Regions from separate parts of the Mus musculus genome. Here all the other regions are linked to region 3. A link is a contact called in public HiChIP or PLAC-seq data. All regions are on one chromosome and are shown on one strand. Each heading gives the region's core, a stretch centred on a gene start, on an enhancer-like site or on the middle of the called end of the contact. The rest is flanking DNA. Distances are from core to core; before and after follow the strand shown.

Region 1 (3,753 bases), core at 373-2,872, 320 kb before region 3:
CATCTCCTGAGGCCCTATAGGGCCATCACCCTGTCGGAGCTTAGCTCAGGGATGAGCAGAGCACGTGACATACAGGAAGTGAAGGAAAGAACCTAGGGACAGATCACTTGATCCCAAGAGCATGCCACACCACGTGGTGATGCTCCCTCACTCCTCTGGGTACTTAGTGTCTGTAGATGACAGATCATACATGTGGGAGAGCAGGCACTGTTGTTGCCCCTGACTCAACCTGCTGGGGATTGTTAGTCTGGAACTCCTGCCCGTGCCCTGCACAAGTTGGGAAACCCATCTGCCCTCCTTTCCTCCAACTCTGCCCTCCCAGAGAAAATGTCTGGCTAACACATCATCACTTTATCACTCTTGGGCTCCCCGTTGCCAGCAACCCACCCAAGAGTGCCCACCCAGGGGCTCAGTTTTTGACCATGTGTGAACATCACCCCAGCTCCTTGCTGGCACTCCTCACCTAAACTCTATAAAAGCCCCTTGCTTTAGCGGATGTGTGACGTCACTGACCTCCACCTGTGAGATCGGTGAACCCACCAGAGATCTGCCTCCTAATAAACCTGCCTGTATCTACTTTTAATCTGGTCTAATCTGGCCTGTATCTGTGTCACCAAGGGAGAGAATATGCCTATCAGGGACCCCCGGCCCCTGCTTATCTTACCAATGAGACACCACATGGCCTCATCATTGGCCTCACTTCAGGCTGTGATTCTACTGTATGGGGCTGAGTGTTTTCTCATATAGATCTGGGAGAACTGGACATTTCTGCAGCCTTTAATTATGCTGCCTCTATAGCAGGCAGTCATCTGAATACATCTATCAAAATTTGTTTTTCTTTAGTGGTGTTTTAAGTGATAAATATGTATTCTGGGATGGTGGTGGTTATTCGTGGTACTTGGGATAAAAAAACAAGACTTCCCTCATGCTAGGCAAATGCCCCACTCTGCCTCTCCCAGTCTGCTTTCCAGATTTTTTATTTTTGTGTTTGTCCAGAGGCTACACCTCTGTAGCCAGGATGGTGCTGATCCCCTGCTGCTCAAGGATTCTGCAGAGTTCTGGGATTATAGGCATGGGCCACTCACCCTGGCTTGGATTCTAGATTTGAATTACAAATTCAACAAAGCATGGTGTTTCCAGTCAAAGAGATGGACAGCCAGCTTTGCCTCTCTGGATGACAAGTGTCCCTTGACAGTGACTCTAAACTGCGATTGAATCTCATAAATCCTAAAATGAGACATAGTTTTAGGAACTAAAACTTCCTAGGGAAGGTGGTTTTGTTGTTGTTACGTTTTGTTTTTAATGAGGATTATGGCTTAACCCTGGGAGCAGAAAGAAAGAAGTGGGTCTATGAGAAGACAGATGTCTGGTGCCGATTTCCCAGTTTTCTAAGACCTGAAGAGAAGCCACTGGCTGCTTCCCTGGGCCCGCCCCCCGGCAGAGGCCCGCCCCTCCCCCATAGGAGGGCCCGCCCAGCCCCGTCTGCGGACCGACTTGGAGGCGCCCTGCCTGCGCCTCCGCCCCCGAGCGCCGGGGCAGGCGGGGTTGCGGGTGAAGGGAGGGATGTTTGGGGGGGCGGGGGTCCCGATGACGGCATCGGAGCGCGCCGGGTCGGGGCGCCGAGCTTGGCTGCGCGTCCCGGGACTGCGCTCGCACTCTGGCAGGTGGGTGTGGGTCCCGAGGGGATGGAGGGCTAGACAGGGCTCACCCGGGAGGCGACTGAGCAGCCCCCCATCTGTGCCCCTCAGCTTACTGCGAGCTCCCTCACTGGGCGGGCCGGGCCAGGAGGAGCAGCCTGCGAGGGTCCACGTTTGTAATCACTTTTGCAAACTTTCCGGGAGGGCCTGTTCCCAGAGGCCGATCGCGCGGGTGGAGTTGTCAGGGCGCCTTTGAGGCTCGGAGCCTTGATTGTGGGGAAGGAGAAGCCGGGACCACACACAGCTCCAGAGTCTACCTGGGGATTGGAGTGCCGCCAGGCACTGTTACCTCTGTGTACCCAGGCTCCAGCACCTAACCAGAACCGAATGAATGAGCGGTTATACAAGCAGAGATGCTAAACAGTAAATACGAAAACAACGAAGTGTAGCGTGGGATACTGCGGTTGAAGAATGTGGTGAGAAAGGAGAAGGCGAGATTGGGGGCGGGAGGGGTCCTCACGGATTGCTAGATAGTATTGTACCCTGTGCTGGGTGCTGATGATAGAGTTCGAAATAGACAAAGAGGGTTCTTGCTTTCCATGGGGAGAGAGACTCTGGCTCTGGCATCCGTGTGGTCAGTGTCTGATGTGGGCAGCACAAAGGGCTGTCTGTAGTGGTGATGGGACAGAGCAGAGCAGCTTCCCTGGCCCTGTGGGGAAGGTGAGCCCAGCCCAAGCGTGGGTGGATGAAGATGGTAACACAGAGGTTGATGGCCTGAGAGGAAAGGCATGGTATTCAGGAGATGGGGAAGGTAGGGAGTGTGTTCTAAGCTTCCTTTATTGTTAGTGGGGTGTAAAAATGAGACTGTCACAACTGTGTTTTTGAAAGATGCTCTAGACTGCGCGGTTGGAGAGGTCGGGGAGACTGAAACTCGGAAAGGGAGCAGGCAGAAGTTATCCCTTCAGGGTGTCAGCAGCATGACTGGTTTTGGCAACAGGATGAGGAGTGTAGCTGATAATCTTGAGAGATACTTAGGAGATAGAACTGGCAGAGTTGGGGGTGGGTGGGTATGGGGGACTTTTGGTATAGCATTGGAAATGTAAATGAGCTAAATACCTAATAAAAAATGGAAAAAAAAAAGAACTGGCAGAGTTTAGTGATAGGAATTTGGTCTTGAAGGATCTTTTGGCTTCTTTGAAGAAGATGGGCAGGTGTCAAGCAGTTTCAGGGAGGAGCAATGGTAGAGACTTAGAAGGGGGAGTGGGACAGCTGGAACACAAAAACCGGAGATATCAAGTGCTGGGGCTTTTTTTATTTTTTATTTTTTGGCCAGGGGAGGATGTCAAGAAAAGTTACTGTGGCTTTATGGTTTTGTGGTTTGTGTCAGTTGGGTGCCCCTTTGGGCAGATGCTCTGAACTTTGACTACCCCTCCGTCAGTCTCCCCAAAGCTATGTGGTCTGGCCCCTGTAGTACAGGCCAGTGGCAAGGGCCTTTTCTTTTCTCTGCAGATTCCGTAGCTGCTGTCCTTCAAGATGGGGCTGGAGGCCCAGAGGCTGCCTGGGGCTGAGGAGGCCCCCGTGAGGGTGGCCCTTCGAGTTCGCCCATTGCTGCCCAAGGAGCTGCTGCATGGTCATCAGAGTTGCCTGCGTGTGGAGCCTGAGCGGGGTCGAATCACCCTGGGGCGGGACCGACACTTTGGGTTCCATGTGGTCCTGGGAGAGGACACTGGGCAAGAGGCTGTGTACCAGGCTTGCGTGCAGCCCCTCCTCGAGGCTTTCTTTGAGGGCTTCAATGCCACCGTCTTTGCCTATGGTCAGACAGGCTCTGGGAAGACATATACCATGGGGGAGGCCAGTGTGGGTGAGTGATGCTTACTATGTTTCTGAATTTTCTGTACCCCCACCCCCACCCCCACCCCAAGGCAAGGATGCTGAGGAGGGAGTGGGCATCTCCTGGGCAGAGGTCAGCACTCCATGTCAGGTGGCTGGGAAAGGCAGGAAGTGGGGTTTGTGGGTGAATGGCTTTCTCAAGAATGGGTTTTTGGCATCATAACAGGAAAACCAAGTGTGTCTTAGGATGTCACCAAGGGCTCGGAATCATGTTCCCATCGGAACA
Region 2 (3,433 bases), core at 1-2,500, 350 kb before region 3:
GTTAGGGGCAGGCCCGAAGCAGGGAATAGAGAAAAGTAGGCGACCCGATTTCACAGACACACCGAGCAAGCTTATAAATTTCCTTTCAAGGAGCAGCTTGCAGAGCTTCCACCAGAGACTCTGGGTTTTCTCACATGCTGTCCGCACGCTGCTCCCACCCTTTCACCAAGCTGCTGCTTGGGAACCTCCATTGTAAAAAGCACGGCTTTCTCTTTTCCTCCTCTTCTTCATCTCTCTATTCTTGGAAGCTACTGAGATTCACAGTTTGCCCTGTTGTCTTTTTTTTTTTCTTTCAAGCTGGCAGTAAAATCGCCCTCCAGTTTCAATCTGCAACTATTTCTTTTTTTTTTTTTTTTTTTTTTTTTTTTTTTTTACTAGCCCACAATAGGGAGCCTTGCTGTCCGCAGTAACAAGTTAGAGCATTAGGAAAGCCTGCCAGCTGAGGGAGGACCATGTATTGTGCATTATTGTACAGTTAATGTGGCCCAGGTCCCTGCAGGGATCAGTGAGCGTAGCTCAGCTGGCTAGAGAGGCGTCACTGAGGGGTCCTGGCCCACAAGCTTTCAGAGAAGCCTAGGAACTCACATGTTACCCCATCCTTAGAAAAGCACCTCTGGGGCATCCCCTAAGAAGGTTGGGTGACGAGACTGAGGCTGTGTTTCAGCAGGATATTCCCACCCAAGCCATCAGAGTCATTGCTGGAATAATATCATAAAGGGGTAGGGTAAACAGAAAGACAGGGGAGAGGTAATGAGGCGAGGAAGGAGGGAGAAGCGGTGAAAAGAAGAAAATTACTAAGTGGGGCTCCATCTTCAAACGCCACAGAACCAACGATCAGCGGTGCAATGTCACTGATCTCCCTTGCCTGTGCTTTGCTGGTGTGGAGCTTGTAGGATTTCCTCAGGAATCATTTGGTTTTTCAATAATCCTAATAGAAAATTCTCCCACTTTACTCCCACTCTTCTGCTAGAAACACACCCCAGGAACTGACTTAGCTCTGTTGCCTGCATCATAAGGCCTGACACTGGGAAAGGATGCGGCCTGCAGCCTGAGAAGACCATTTAGCATTCCTGATGGGGTTCATGGGTACCTGGGGACACCTGGACGCCTGAGGCAGGGGAATGACCCACTCAGTGCCTCTACCTGGAAACCAAGACGGGAGAAGGCCACGACCTTGTGAAACTCAGCTCTACTCACAAGTCTTGTGGCTTGGCGTCGCCTTAGTAACTACCACTTCCGGTACTAACCGGAACTCCAAAAGCCGCGTTTCCGAAGGTGTGCCCACCCCCGTGTGGGCGGAGAGACGAAGTCCCACCCACCTGGCAACTAATCTGTTCCCGCTGTCCCCCGGGACCGGCGACGTCCCAGGGGACCCACGAGGGAGCGGGCGCAACGCGTGGCTGTGGGTGGGAGCCATGGACGCCTTCATCCGAGTCGCCAACCAAAGCCAGGGCCGGGACCGACTTTTCAGGTGAGTCAGGTGCTGTCGGCCTCCGCCCCCGTCCCTTCAGGACCCAGGGTTTCTTCTCGGAGAAAGAGGTCACAGCCCGGTAAATCGAGGCACGAGGCCGCGGCCAGCTCCCACTGAGGAGTTGCGAGCCGAGCCCCTCCTCCCTGTGAACCCGGAGGGACTGTGCGTGTCAGCCACCTCGGTGTCTCGGGAGGTGACAGCGGCCCATGAGTGCGATCTCCTAACTTTCCCCAGGAGAGGGAAAGTTCCCAGCCGCTCGACATCTTTCCTAGAGATTTCTTTTCCAGAGAAACTTGGAGCTTCTTTTGTAGCTAAGGAAACAGAACACCTGTAGTTTGGAGCGCTCGTGAAGTCGTAACTCACGGAAAGACAGATTTATCTTCTTTATCTTCATTTTGGTCCAGTCTGCGCCTTGGAGATATCAAGCTGTTAAAAAGCTGCTTTGTAAACTGTAAACTGTACAGCGGACAAAGTGTTTGAACAATACCTCCCAAGTACATAGTGTACTTTCGAAATCACCAATGCGTGTTTAAAACTAATCCTACTTCATTTTTTTTTAAAAGAGAAATTTGAATGCCCCTCGGTGATCATTTAAAAGAAAAGGAAAAGGGGTATGTGTGAAACATAGGAGTTTAATTTAACAACACTTCTTTTCCAGATGTTTAAGTGGTCAACCTCTAAAATTAACTAAGCATACAAGTAAGAAAAGTCCTAATGGTGAGACTTGACTGTACAGAGCCTCCATTGCAGCCCTGAGATACTTTAATATTCTAATTTCACATATAGGGAAACTGAACCAGGAGGCTAGGAAAAACTAATGTGGCCGAGCCAAAAGATGCAGGTCCACATAGTTGACTCCAGCACCAGCCCACCTCTTCACTTAGGCCATGCTGCCTTTCTGTTTAACTTGATAGAGTCTCAGAATGGCTGAGGATTAGCCATGGTTCATTAGAGGTCAACACATATATCATTTCAGTGGTCCCAGAATGTACCCTACACTGTCTTTAATTTAGGATATATGTATTCAGCAAAATTTTATTTCCCAATCTTTCTAAGGAACTATATAACCATGAACAAACAAACCAACTAGCATTCCTAAAATAATGCCCTGTTTTCAGCCACTATTGAACCAAACCTGAGAGAGGAAGCTGTATAACATAAGCAGTGTGAGCCTCTGGTCAGAGAGTGAATTCTATCTCCTGCTCTCACTCTGGCCCTCCTTTTTACTTTATTTAAAACAAACAAACAAGCCGGGCGTGGTGGCGCACGTCTTTAATCCCAGCACCCGGGAGGCAGAGGTAGGCAGATTTCTGAGTTCGAGGCCAGCCTGGTCTACAAAGTGAGTTCCAGGACAGCCAGGGCTATACAGAGAAACCCTGTCTCGAAAAACCCACCAACCAACCAAACAAACAAACAAACAAATAAAAACCAACTCATCATTGTAAAAAATGTACCACTTTGGGGAGAATTTTATTTATTTTGAGAAAGTCTTACTATGTGGCCCAGACTGCTCCCATAATTCTCTTCTCTCCATCTTCTGGGTGCTGGAGTTGTAAACAGGAGCCACCAGCTCTGTGCCGCAGTTTTACTGAGAATAATATTTAAATTGTGCAGGGATGCCAATGCAGTTTGCAGTTCTAAGAGAGTAGGGGCCAGCGCCTACTGATCTTTGTTTGTTTGAACAGGGTCTCACTATATAGCCCTGGCTGACCCAGAATTCTCTATGTAGACCAGGCTGGCCCTGACCTCAACAGAGATCTGCCTTCCTCTGCCTCCTGAGTGCTGGGAACTAAGGTGAGAGCCACCACACCCGACCTGGCACCTGCTTTTGTTAAGTTGGCTGCAGATGCATTTGGATGTCTGTGACTCTAGTTGACTTATTATATTCATCACCATGTCATTGTCATCATAGCTGGCGTGATATTAACCAATCGCTGAAAGCATTACTATGCTGGAGTGTAT
Region 3 (3,842 bases), core at 361-2,860:
CTCACAACTGCATGGCACTCTCTTCTGGCCGCAGAGAGCAGGTCCTGCAGGGTCTAAGCCCTCGCTTAACTTCCTTCATCACTCTATTCTTTCTTTTTAATGTTAAATAAGGAATTAGAAAAAAAAAATCAGATAGTGGAATCAACCAGACCCAAAGTCTACAAACGCAGCGAGCTTCTCCACAGCTCTAAGCCACTCTGAAGCTGGGGTGCTTCATGCTGGGTTTCACTCCTTCTCTACCAAGGATGTTCTTATGCACGTAACCACCACCCAAGCCGGAGGTCGTGAAAAGGTACACAGAGCTAATTCTGTTTCTGATTTTATCACTCTTCTAAGAACAATAAATTGTTTTCTGTCCTTCAAATCCCCAACACCCTTATAAACGATTTCTCATCTGAAACAAAGATACCCATCCTTGCTCTCAATTTCTACAAAGTCTTCAGACCTCGGCTCAACTCACTCTCTCTCAGATGCTCCGGTGTTACCTCCTCTACAAACACCAGTGAAATTCCTTCCACAATGTCACTAACTTTTTAAACAATTTTATTTGATGTATGAGTGCTCTGCTGCATATACATCCCCCTGCCTGAAGAGGGCATCAGATCCTCCTATAGATGGTTGTGAGCCACCAGGTGGTTGTCGGGAATTGAACTCAGGACCTCTGGAAGAACAGTCAATGCTCTTAACTGCTGGGACATCTCACCAGCCCCCCTCCCTCCCCCGGCAAGTTCTAATATTACATTTTAAATTAATGGCTAGGTCCCCCACTGGTCTACAGTTCCATGAGTATTTCCAGTTTGGTTTATCGTTATCTTGAGCACAGTAACAAGCTTATATTAAGGACATAAGAAATATCTGATGTGGGCCAGAGGGCGTAACTCTGCCGGTAGAACTGCCTAGCAGGCCTGCCGCCCTGGGCTGGATGACGTCATAACCCTAGACTTGTATACACCTAGCATGTTGATGCTCTCCTGTAATCCCAGCACTCAGGTGGAAACATGACCAGGCACACTCTGTAGCCAATATAAGACACTGACTCAAAAACAAAACTAAAAGGAAACAGAAACTATAAAATAAGGCAGCTAATGTAGATTTTACTACCTTAACTTCTATATACGGTGCCGAAAATATACTAAGTGCTTATAGTGGTGGCTGGGTGATTGCTTTGTATATTAAAATAAACGCTATGTAAATGGAGAAATTAAATAAAACATCTGGTGGGGTCGTTAGCTTTTGGAGCTCCGTTCTGCTCGACAGTGCACGTCTTGAGTATCCTGCCTATCCTATGCGAAGTCAATGGCCTCTCTTCCCACTGGCACTGGGCTCCACGCGCGAAACCCGGCTGCGGGACCCTCCAGAAGCAGGCGCTGACACTGCAGGGCAGGGCCAATAGGGAGGGCAGAACGGAGCGAGCCTCGCAAAAACCCGCCAAAGCTGATGTCCCCGACCCCTGCGCAGAAACCAGGCACGGCGGGACGCCACGTCGCAAGGGGACCCTGCCTGTCCTCACCGTCCCACTTCCTCCCTCCTTGTAAGCACAGACCCTGAACAGTCACCTCAACCTCAGCTCGGGATCCTTCCAAAATTCCCGCTCTACTCCACGCAGCCGCACTTCCGTTGCCCAGAGCAACAGGTCCCGCCCCCGAGGTGCACTTCCGACTTCCTAACTCTGTAGGGCGTACCATTTTAGATGACAAAGTGGGGGAATCTTTGCGGAGATGATGGCCCAAATTCGCGGGAGAGGGAGGTGCAACCGGCTCACACGCTTTGGGGGGAACCTCAGAGTAGCATGCGCGTTATGGTATGGCCGGGTTAAGCTTTCTTAGAGCTCTGTAGTTGAAGTCAGTGCAGAAGAGATTGAACCAATTGATGGAGGGTCAGGTCTTTTGCATCGGAAGCACCTCGCGCGCGCCCGCATGAGTGAGTGAGTGAGTGAGTGAGTGAGTGAGTGAGTGAGTGAGTGAGTGAGTGAGTGAGTGAGTGAGTGAGAGTGAGTGTGAGTGTGAGTGTGTGTGTCCGTCCGTCCCAGAAGCAGTGAATGTTCAATACATTCGTAAATAACCACCTGAGTGCACCGTCAAGATCAATGAAGCAGTGGACCGAAATTCTACTTTAGATTGAGGGTGCAGCTTGTGCACAGTGCCCAGAATCAACAAGCTCCTGGCTAGCTAAGCATGTGAAGGTGCTTAGGATGGTAGAGGAGAAGCAGAGGCATTACTATTTAGTGAAGCAAAGGATTCCTCTCGGGAATCACTCTTCTACATTTAGGTCTCCACACTGAAATATGAGAAGTTGTTAAAAACCAGCAGCTGAGGGTGAGGGCGATCCCTGAGGGGAATCCTTTACTTCACTAAAGAAACAGATGGCTTCATCCCATCTTCCCACAAAACCTTCCTTCCAAACTCCTTCTAGTTCCAAACTCCTTCTAGGACTGCACCATTCAGCTGTAAATCTGTTAACAATCTATACAGATTAAATAAGCATTCCATGTGTGCATCTAATAACACTTATTAAATTGTTTGTATGAATGTCTACCCCGATACATGAATAACATAGTACCTGTTTTTAATTTATTTTATTTATTAATTTTTGGTTTTTGTTTTGTTTTGAGACAGGGTTTCTCTGTATATCCCTAGCTGTCCTGGAATTCAATTTGTAGATCAGACTGGCCTCGAACTCAGAAATCCACCTGCCACTGCCTCCCAATGGTGGGTTTAAAGGCATGTGCCACCATTGCCTGGCTACCTGTTTTTTTATTAACATTAACTTTTTTTTGTTGTTGTTGTTTTTTTTTTTTTTTGGTTTTTTGAGACAGGGTTTCTCTGTATAGCTCTGGTTGTCCTGGAACTCACTTTGTAGACCAGGCTGGCCTCGAACTCAGAAATCCGCCTGCCTCTGCCTCCCGAGTGCTGGGATTAAAGGCGTGCGCCACCACGCCCGGCAACATTAACTTTTTGCTTATGTTTTCTTAGTCAGGATCCCACTTAGCCCAGGCTGGGTTTTAACTTGCGACATAACTGTGATTGGCCTTGATGTGTTTTGTAAAGTCAACAATATGTTTTAAAGAGCGAGGTACGGTGCAGTGGGTTAGGGTACCTCAGTGGGCCCACGCTAAGGCATCCTTCCCTGCAAGGTACCAGCCATAGGTCTAGTATAGCATAGAGTTTATTCTGTTGAAGGGGGGTTGAGAAGGGAGTAGAGACAGAGAAAGAGCGAGGGGAGAGATAGAATGAGAGAAAGATATGGAGCTGGAACAAAGAGACAAAGAGAAGACGCTGGCCAGGAACATGGAGTGGGGCAGGAGAGGGAGAAAGGAGTCAGAGAGAGAAAAGGGGGTCAGAGAGAGAAAGTCAGAAAGTGAAGAGAGACCAAACAGTCCCTTTTATAGCAACCCCAGTTTACCTGGCAGTTGCTAGGTAACTGCTGGGCGGGGCCTAGAAGTAATGCTAAGGTGTTAACAGGCCTGGAACTCCTAATCCTCCTGCTTCTACTTCCCAAGTGCCTGGGATTGCGAATATGCTCCAACACGTGGCTGGCCAGCATTAACAGTGTTAGTAAGATAAAGGATAGATTTGGATTAGCATCAGCTTTTCCACTCAGGGGCAGACCTCCTTAACTAAGCAGCTAATCTTTCCCCATTCAGTTCACCAGCTAGACTCCCTATGTGAGCCACTAGGTAGGTACTTAAGGGGCGCTCATTTGTAATCCCAGTGCCAGGGAGACAGAGGTAGGCAGATTTGGGGGCTCACTGGCCAGCTAGCATAGCTGACTTGGTGAGTTCCAGACCAATGAGAGACCTTGTCTCAAAAAAGAAAAGAAAAAAAAAAAAAAAAAAAGAAAGA

What was found. HiChIP or PLAC-seq counts read pairs in DNA pulled down with a chosen protein or histone mark.
Region 1: an H3K27ac HiChIP or PLAC-seq map of extraembryonic endoderm stem cells shows a contact between it and region 3, with 7 times the contacts expected there. The contact joins the promoter of Kif7 here to the promoter of Fanci in region 3. A contact is called at or near these places in 3 of 39 promoter capture datasets (the 3T3-L1 cell line, cranial neural crest and hippocampal neurons), 1 of 484 Hi-C or Micro-C datasets (LSK cells), 4 of 115 datasets of contacts at active chromatin or transcription factors (embryonic stem cells, extraembryonic endoderm stem cells and pancreatic cancer cells) and 2 of 9 other capture datasets (liver and pancreatic islet).
Region 2: an H3K4me3 HiChIP or PLAC-seq map of bone marrow-derived macrophages shows a contact between it and region 3, with 2.5 times the contacts expected there. The contact joins the promoter of Pex11a here to the promoter of Fanci in region 3. A contact is called at or near these places in 5 of 39 promoter capture datasets (the HPC-7 cell line, cranial neural crest, embryonic stem cells and 2 more), 2 of 115 datasets of contacts at active chromatin or transcription factors (bone marrow-derived macrophages and epiblast stem cells) and 3 of 9 other capture datasets (adipose tissue, liver and pancreatic islet).

Annotation. Positions count from the first base shown.
Region 1 is chr7:79,713,576-79,717,328 of GRCm38.p6, reverse strand. Kif7 (kinesin family member 7) reads left to right here and starts at 1,622. Exons shown (of 19, transcript NM_001291222.2): 1 at 1,622-1,664; 2 at 3,147-3,498. The coding sequence starts at 3,171.
Region 2 is chr7:79,740,948-79,744,380 of GRCm38.p6, reverse strand. Pex11a (peroxisomal biogenesis factor 11 alpha) reads left to right here and starts at 1,250. Exons shown (of 3, transcript NM_011068.2): 1 at 1,250-1,471. The coding sequence starts at 1,416. It overlaps Wdr93 (WD repeat domain 93), which reads right to left and starts at 1,232. Exons shown (of 18, transcript NM_001381990.1): 1 at 1,144-1,232.
Region 3 is chr7:79,390,106-79,393,947 of GRCm38.p6, reverse strand. It overlaps Fanci (Fanconi anemia, complementation group I), which reads right to left and starts at 1,610. Exons shown (of 38, transcript NM_145946.2): 1 at 1,557-1,610. It also overlaps a transcript of Rlbp1 not described here.